Regions from separate parts of the Danio rerio genome. Here region 1 is linked to region 2. Evidence: chromatin contacts called from public HiCAR-type data. All regions are on one chromosome and are shown on one strand. The core of a region is the stretch at or near the end of the contact, and the rest is flanking DNA. Distances in the headings are between cores, read along the strand shown. Region 1 has its middle 26 kb from the start of ptp4a3a. Region 2 overlaps eya3 (EYA transcriptional coactivator and phosphatase 3).

The links. HiCAR-type assays count read pairs that join an accessible place to other places.
Region 1: a contact with region 2 is called in a HiCAR-type map of caudal fin, with 4 times the contacts expected there. The contact joins two enhancer-like sites. A contact is called at or near these places in 3 of 18 Hi-C or Micro-C datasets (caudal fin, embryo and an unstated tissue) and 1 of 4 datasets of contacts at active chromatin or transcription factors (caudal fin).

What each region holds. Positions count from the first base shown.
Region 1 is chr19:27,549,464-27,553,579 of GRCz12tu, forward strand. It overlaps a transcript of ptp4a3a not described here. Among named protein-coding and RNA genes, the nearest start is that of ptp4a3a, 26 kb to the left of the region's middle. Within about 2 kb of position 2,703, at least 6 of the 62 cell types and tissues checked have an H3K27ac peak or open chromatin away from gene starts, as enhancers often do. A contact at or near this core is called in caudal fin, where this site is marked.
Region 2 is chr19:27,315,543-27,319,956 of GRCz12tu, forward strand. It overlaps eya3 (EYA transcriptional coactivator and phosphatase 3), which reads left to right. Exons shown (of 19, transcript NM_001080052.1): 13 at 787-876; 14 at 955-1,013; 15 at 1,823-1,983; 16 at 3,244-3,358. Among named protein-coding and RNA genes, the nearest start is that of eya3, 15 kb to the left of the region's middle. Within about 2 kb of position 2,194, at least 3 of the 62 cell types and tissues checked have an H3K27ac peak or open chromatin away from gene starts, as enhancers often do. A contact at or near this core is called in caudal fin, where this site is marked.

The DNA.
Region 1 (4,116 bases), core at 1,453-3,952, 230 kb after region 2:
TTGTCATACAGATCACAAGTGGGTGATGATAAATACATGTGTGAACCAAGTGTAAAATGTTTTGAGAATGTCCACTTTTAATAAAAAATGTTAAGTGGACACAAATTAGGGCTTGGTGATTTGGCCTGTAAATAACATTATAAACAGTGCATTTTGGAAGACATTCAAGCAGAATGCATCTTCACACTTGAAATGCAAAATGCAGTGCTTAGGAATAGTTTAAAATACTTGTCATGTCAACTTGCTGCAGTAAACAAAGCCAAGTCAGTAATGCTTGCCCTGCCTTCGCGCTCTTCTGGTCCTCTGCTCTAGAACTGAACGCGAATGATTGGTTAATATCAGCTGTAAATCTCTCGGTCAATGCCTTCTGCCTTCAGATGACAGGAGCTACAACCGCGAAAAAGTGAAGCGCTGAAGATGAGAGAATGAAATGACACTGACAGATTTACCTAAACAGACATCCCAAGTCTCCCCGAACTTCTGGGAGTATCCCGCAAATGCATTGAGACTACCGGATGCCAGCAAATGAATGATAATCTCCAGGAAATAGCGCGTCTCCCACCCGGTCCTTAAATACGTCGCACACCCCTCTCAACCGCATCCCTTCCAGCTCTTCAGGTACGCCGCGCACAAGTCACACCCACCGCTCTTTAGGTATGTCGCGCGCAACTCACCCCCACCGCTCTTCAGGTATGTCGCACGCAACTCACCCCCACCGCTCTTCAGGTATGTCGCACGCAACTCACCCCCCCGCTCTTCAGGTATGTCGCACGCAACTCACCCCCACCGCTCTTCAGGTATGTCGCACGCAACTCACCCCCACCGCTCTTCATGCATGTTGCGCGCAACTCTCCCCCATCGGTCTTCAGGCACCCACTCTCCTGCAAATCAACTCCCTATCCCCCGGAAATGACTTTTCCCAACTTGGGGTGTCTGCCTAAAGTTATTAATAATGGCGCATTTTATTAGTGATCATGTGCTGAATGTTAATCCCTTATTTACACTTTGCCAAGAGTGGATAAAAGACTTCCAGTGGCTTCAAGTCCGCTATGTGAATAACTAAAGACATTCACTGTAAAGTCTGTGGGACAGGGTTTGCAGGTAACAGCGTTGGCCACTGAATCTACACATTTTAAACGTGAGAGGTACTGTATAATCCTTCATTTAATCCTCACAATGCTGTCAGCCGTGCAAGCGGCAGTTATATGCAACTTTTAATACAGCTCATGAAAAGACCGTTATTGCTATTAAGATGACATGCAAATAATAAGTTATATATCAATATAAATGTGGGGTGGAGCCATGGATCATGATGCTGGCGCAGCATCGTGATACAAAACTGATAAAAAAAACGTAAAGCTTGTAGTTTGTCACTTTCGCCTAAATGGATCAACGGTTTTATTCCCGTCAACTCACACTATAGTTTCTAATCGCATCATAACCAATCAAATGCTTTCTAGTATCTGACATGCCCCGCCCCCTTCAAGACTTTTCATTTGATGTGCTTAAGCTCATTCATTCTCGCTGGCAGAGGGGTGATACAACAAAACACTATTGGCTGTTTATTAAAAAGAGGAGGAGCTACTCAATGTCATCGTATTTCGGTTGAGATAATGTCAAACATCGAATAAAAATGCATATTTTAAAGCACTTTACAGGACTTTTAAATCCAAATAGAGAAGTTGAAAACCACCACTGTTTCCTGATTCCAGAATTACTGGTATGGAAAGCCATTGTGCTTGAATCCGCAGCACCATAGTGTTAACTATATTATCAATTGGGTAAACCAACAAAAACTTCTGAAAGTGAACGGAAGTGCTTTATGGTAATAGGTATTATCTGACAACGTCACACTCTACTTCTGCTATTTTAATATGTTTTTGTCATACAGATCACAAGTGGGTGATGATAAATACATGTGTGAACCAAGTGTAAAATGTTTTGAGAATGTCCACTTTTAATAAAAAATGTTAAGTGGACACAAATTAGGGCTTGGTGATTTGGCCTGTAAATAACATTATAAACAGTGCATTTTGGAAGACATTCAAGCAGAATGCATCTTCACACTTGAAATGCAAAATGCAGTGCTTAGGAATAGTTTAAAATACTTGTCATGTCAACTTGCTGCAGTAAACAAAGCCAAGTCAGTAATGCTTGCCCTGCCTTCGCGCTCTTCTGGTCCACTGCTCTAGAACTGAATGCGAATGATTGGTTAATATTAGCTGTCAATCACTCAGTCAATGCCTTCTGGCTTGGGATGACAGGGAGAGCTACTACCACAAAAAAATTGTTAAGCGCTGAAGATGAGAATGAAAATAACACTGACAGATTTTGTTTTAGAAACCATGGTATTTAAAGTTACAAATAATAACACATCTTAGTAGTGATCATGTGCTGAATGGTAATCCACCACCATCTACACTTTCGAAGAGTGGATAAAAGACTTCTATTGGCTTCAAGACTGCTATAAAAAGTCTGTGGGATGGAATTTTCAGGTAACTGTTTGCCACATCTAGCACGAGAGGTTCTGTTTACTCCTTTATATAATCGCCAGATGCTGTCCCCCGTGCAAGTGTTAGCTACATGTAAAATTTAACACCACGTATACCATCGCAAACAGGTTTGCACTGAGTAAACTAATATTGCTGCTCATGAAAAGATTGGTATTGCTATTAACATGACGTGTATCAAGGAGGGGCAAGCATTACTGACTTGGCTTTGTTTATTGCAGCAAGTTGACATGACAAGTATGTTAAACTATTCCTGAGCAGTGCGAAGATGCATTCTGCATGTCTTCCAAATCCATGCATGTGGTGAACATTTTGCAGTAAAAACTGGTTATACACAACAATTTTATGCACTCGCAGTCTCGCACAAATGCTCCCAAATATATTTTGAGGTCGCATAGATAAAATTTTGGGCACATATGCGGCCAAAATGGTCGCAATTTCAAGCCCTGTGTAGTAACGGTGCACATATTTCTTGGTGGATGCGATTAAAAATGTAGTCCCACCCGCCACAATTTAAAGTTGGGAGCACCAGTGCTACCAAGGAAAAGGGTTAATTTCGAGCCCTGTATCACTATTCTGACAATATTCCCCAATCTACTTCTGCTATTTAAGTGAGTTTTTGTCATGTTTTGATAATTTCCACAATTACTTTCAATCAAAAATTTAAAGTGGACACAAAAGAAGATTTTAATTACTTACGATTTATTTGCAATGTTTACATTCATGAGACTTTGATCATTTTGATTTATCATGCAGCTCAATTTAGGAAAAAACTAACCAATGCTACAAGTCACAGAGAGTTCTAGTTCTCTGTGAGGACAGAACACAACAACTAAGGTAGGCAACAAGTTGCCAGAGCAACGCTAAATACTTCTAACACAAGCAAGAGCACATCAGTAGGAGCTCTGGAGCACACGGCTTAATAACTCCCCTGCCATGAAAAGCGAAACCAGAGTTATGTTTACTTGGCAACAGCTGAAATGTTGCAGGCAGCTGCATGTTTGAGAGTTTATAGTTTAAGATGTTTGTTACGTAAATGACGCGGGATGTCCTTATGGTTATCTCAGAACAAACCAAATTTGGTTAATGCGCATAATGATTTGACAGGAAGCATGCACATCTTCACACTGAAAATGTTGAAGAGTGACAGAAAAAAAACAGGGCTGTGGGTCAAAATGATACTCCAATACAGCCTTATTTACAAGATATTATTAATCATTTAATAACTCATTTCTGACTCACTTAAGGTCAAGGAACAGCTACGCTGAAGCACTAATATTTGGTGATGTATCACGTTAAAACCATCTAGTTCGCTCATATATTTTCCATTAAATGTTCTTGGAAATTGTTTAAGGATTAATAGAATAAAATCCACTTTCATTTACATGACACATTTTCCAAATGTATTCTTTTTGGGTGGGTAGTTGACCAATAATCAAGTGCAATGGACTAAAGTAACTATTTGTTTGTGCAAAATTGGATGTTTGATAAAATAGTATGCAAATAGATCAACTGCACCTGCATGAGTACTTGCATCAGTGAGCTGAGGAAGTTCTCACAAACAACTGAACACTAGACAAAACACCTGGATCACTAAATCCAGTTC
Region 2 (4,414 bases), core at 944-3,443:
TGAGCTGCGTGCAAAAGATGCCCCTCTTAACGCAAAGGCGCATTCAATCGGCCCCTTATGCAGCCAAACTAAAAATATATAAAATAATAGTTTTAATCGTTTAACTGATAGCATTAATCGGTCACAAATGCACCCTTTCGGTTTAAGGTTAATCGATTATTTTGAGCATCCCTAATCTAAAAACTTAAATCTGATTAACTTCTCAGTCATATTAGGAATCGTCTGCGGGACATAACATCACATATTACACAGTGCAAAATTCATGTTCTATATTAAGAGCTCCTTCATAACAGATCATTCCCATCAATTTTAACTCCATATCTTCATCCAGAGATGGCAGGTTAATGGCAGAAGAATAGGCATTGCAATAGTGTGAAAAAGCCACACAGGATGTGGTAAAGCTGCTTGTGTATTTCTTTGTTTGTAAAGATGTTAGTAAACCTTCTAAAAAAAATAATAATAATAATAATATTGCTGATTTATGAATGTGTATGCCAACAGGGTAAAAATAACAGTTAGCTTTGTTTGTATCACATCTATGCTGTCTCGCTCTCTACAAGTGTGATATGATGTCACATGTACTGTAGATTGCATGTGCAAAAGTTTAATCACAATCTACTGTATATAAAACGCAGCTAAGCAAATGTTTGAACCAGATTACAATGTTTAGAGTACATGTAAACAGATCTGCCATCATTCAGTTCATTCTGATTTACAAAAGTTCATGCAACAGATACTTTTTTTTTTCTTTTTTCTTCTCAAATTTCTATTTCTGTTTCTTTTCAGGACCCAGCAACAGTTCTCAATTTGGGTCTTCAGATGGAGGAGTTGATCTTTGAGCTTGCAGACACGCATCTCTTCTTCAATGATCTGGAGGTGAGTGGAGAATAAGAAATGTGTCCGTGTGCTCTGTTACGTTCATGTAAATAACATTTAGGTCTTGTGTCAACACAGGAATGCGATCAAGTCCATGTTGATGATGTTGCCTCGGATGACAATGGACAGGATTTGAGGTAAACATGGTCAAAACTTATAATTACAGTTCTTTAAGTGACCATAACATTATTTCTGTCTAGCTTTAGCCACATGCGTATGTAGAAATTTTAAATTTGATTTGTGCTTTGAATGCTTTGAAATAGTTGTGTTGCTGGACCAAATGTCGGGCTCTGATTTTCATGATGCTAAAATACGGAATCCAGTCATAAAAATTAAATTTGCTTTACTGTTTAAGTTTAATATAATAAACTAAAGAACACTAAAGTAGGCCTGAATATACCTAAACAGATTGTAATGTGGACTTGTGTTTGTGACTGAATATTAAACAGCAAAACATTTATTTAAATGTATAGTTTGTATGTTATGTCTTTAGGCCTATATTAATAAATAAAAATATATTCATTTATTCATTTATTTTCTTTTTCACCTTTTTTTAACTTATCTAGCATAATATTTTACATGGCGGATGCCCTTCCAGCCAAAATCTAACACTGGGAAACACCCATACACTCTTGCATTCAAACACATACACTACAGCCAATTTAGCTTATTCAATTCACCTATACTGCATGTCTTTTTACTGTTGAGGAAGTCCATGCGAACACGGGGAGAAATAAAAATATATGTAATATAATAAACAAAAATAACATCAAGGATCTTATCTAAATAAATAAAAGTAAAAAATATATATCTACTTGCAGAAACAGGTCTGTTTTATTCAAATATTTACTTTTGATTGTGGCTGTGTATTAGTTACTTTTTGTAATTTTTATTTTTTTTTTCTCTGTGATTTACATCTAATATTGGCCATTTTGGACATTTTTAGCAACTACAACTTCTCCAGCGATGGATTCAGTGGACCTAGTGCAGGTAGTGGTCCGGGTTCAACTGCAGCGGTACAGGGAGGAGTGGAGTGGATGCGGAAACTGGCTTTCAGATATCGCAGACTTAAAGAGATCTACAATGGATACAAAGGGAACGTAGGAGGTAATTACTTTACTTTACTTTTATTTACTTTACTTTACTTTTACTTTACTTACTTTACTTTACTTCACTTTTTTACTTTACACAGAGTTTCTGGACAGAAATTAATTTTCATGATAGTTCATCTTATGTCTGTTTAGAAGCACAGTGCATTTTTCCACTAGGTGTCACTGTTGTTGTTGTTGTGTTAAATTGCAGTTCTCTGTTACTCTTGCTAACATACTTTACATATTTGGTTGGTCACAAATCAAGTATACTAGAATGAAGTTAATGACAGCCTCGTATGCTTCATGATGGGTCTGACAGAGGTACGTGTAGAATAACTGGTTAACTTTTATAGAATGCTTTAGCTTAAACGCAAAACAACAAAATGATTGCACTCAGAGGCAGTAGAAGTGTGAGAGTGTAGTATAAACTGTGTCCTCTGTTTTATTTCTTGTTCACTTTGGTTTCGCAGTTACATGGCTTGATATTGTTTATTTCCTTTTTGTTTGTGTATTATTTTTCAAACAAATTTAAGAAATGTATACTTGAGGTCAGTGAGGACACATTAAATGTATAAAAATTGACATTTTGATGAAATAAACACCATTTTTTAAAAATAAATAGTGATATGCTTATCAAAATATCATAAAAGTAAGTATTAGTTTCAACTAAATTATTAAGGGTCTTGAATATTTTTAATATTGATGACAATAAGAAAAGTTTCTAGGACAGCATACCGGTAAAATATTTGATGAAGTATTGAAGATCTGAAGAATGAAGTAATTTGTATAAAATATAATTCCTTTAATTTTGTTATTTTAAGTTGTTTATGATTAATTGAAGTAATTTAATTCTTTTTATTATTATAATATTGTTTTCCTCATCATTATACTAGGTTTTTAATAAAAAATATACATCACTACAAGCTAAGAGTAGGGCTGTAAATCTAGAATGTCTACACCTGCTAAAGTATCATTCAAGAATGAATTATATTGAGTTAAACGGAGTGTATAAGAAAGCCTGTTCACCTTTTGACATTTTATTTCATTATCATGGTCAGACATGCAACAACATTTTTCTCCACTTTCTAAAATTTTTGCAACATTTAAGAATTATTCTAATCTAGTTTTGATTCCTTATATCTTATAATTTAATGTTTTATTTTTCAGAGGTGTGATTTATAACCTGTTGTTGTTAAGGGTTACATCAATTTAACTTGTTTTACAGATCAGGTCCAATATTATCTTTAATAGTCACCATCTCCTGCTGTTCTTGTAGGTCTGTTGAGTCCAATGAAGAGAGATCTGCTGCTCAGACTGCGTTCAGAGATCGAGACAGTCACAGATGCCTGGCTGAGCACCGCTCTCAAATCTCTATTGCTTATTCAGTCAAGGTGAGATCTGTCTCTATTCTCAGACCATGTATTTGGAGCAGTGCTTTCCAACCTTTTTTTCCTTAAAGCTTTGACAAGCAAACTTATTAATTATTTTTTGCAGATACAAGGTAAAGGATTTGAACTCTAGCCTTAAACAAAAATATTTAGCAGCCTGGATCACAATCAAAGCATAGTTGCTATACTGTACATTAGCTTTTCTCAGCCTTTCTCATGTTCTCAAATTTTGAAAGGACATGCTGAAGGGTTCTTGTTGGCATTTAAAGAGGAAGTTCAACCAAAACTACAAATTCTGTCATTTTTTTACTCGTCTTTCACATATAAAAAACCTAAAATAAGATATCTAAAGAAAGCTGGAAACTGGTAACCACTCACTTCCATAGTGGAAAGTATAAGTAATAGTTTGGAAGTCAGTGGTTACCAGTTTTCTGTTTTTTTTTTCAGAACATATTTTTTTCGTTTAGCATAAAATAGAAACTTAAAGCGTTTCAAATGACTTGATGGTGAGTAAATCGTGAGAAATTTAAATTTTTGGTGAACTATTTCTTTGAGACATGTTTACTCCAAAGATTTTCAGGCTGAAAGAAATTGGTCTGCATCAAACATTCTCGTTAAAATGGTCATATCAGTGTTGTAATTAGAACATGGCATTCGTTAAAAACAACAATCTGTACAAGTGATCGACAGTTTTTTGTAGCAAATACAGATTATTAGCATTTTCAATTAATGTTAATTTACCATCTTGCTTTTGACATAATATTTACTGTATATTCTGAAATTTTTTTTAGTAAAAATAATAGATAAATATTATTTATCCCGTAAAGTAAATTTAAACCACAATAACCTGCAAATAAATTATATTCAAATGTATAGGTAAAAAGGAAAGCAGTACAAAAAACAGAATATTTTATGGAAAAAAATGTTAAACTGAAACTTCCACACAACTCCTTCATGTTGTCCCAACACAAATTTATTAAGTTAACCTAATTGTTTTATGTTCAATCCATTTAAATTTGTAAAAAAATAAAAATAAAAAATCTAATTATTTCCCCCCCA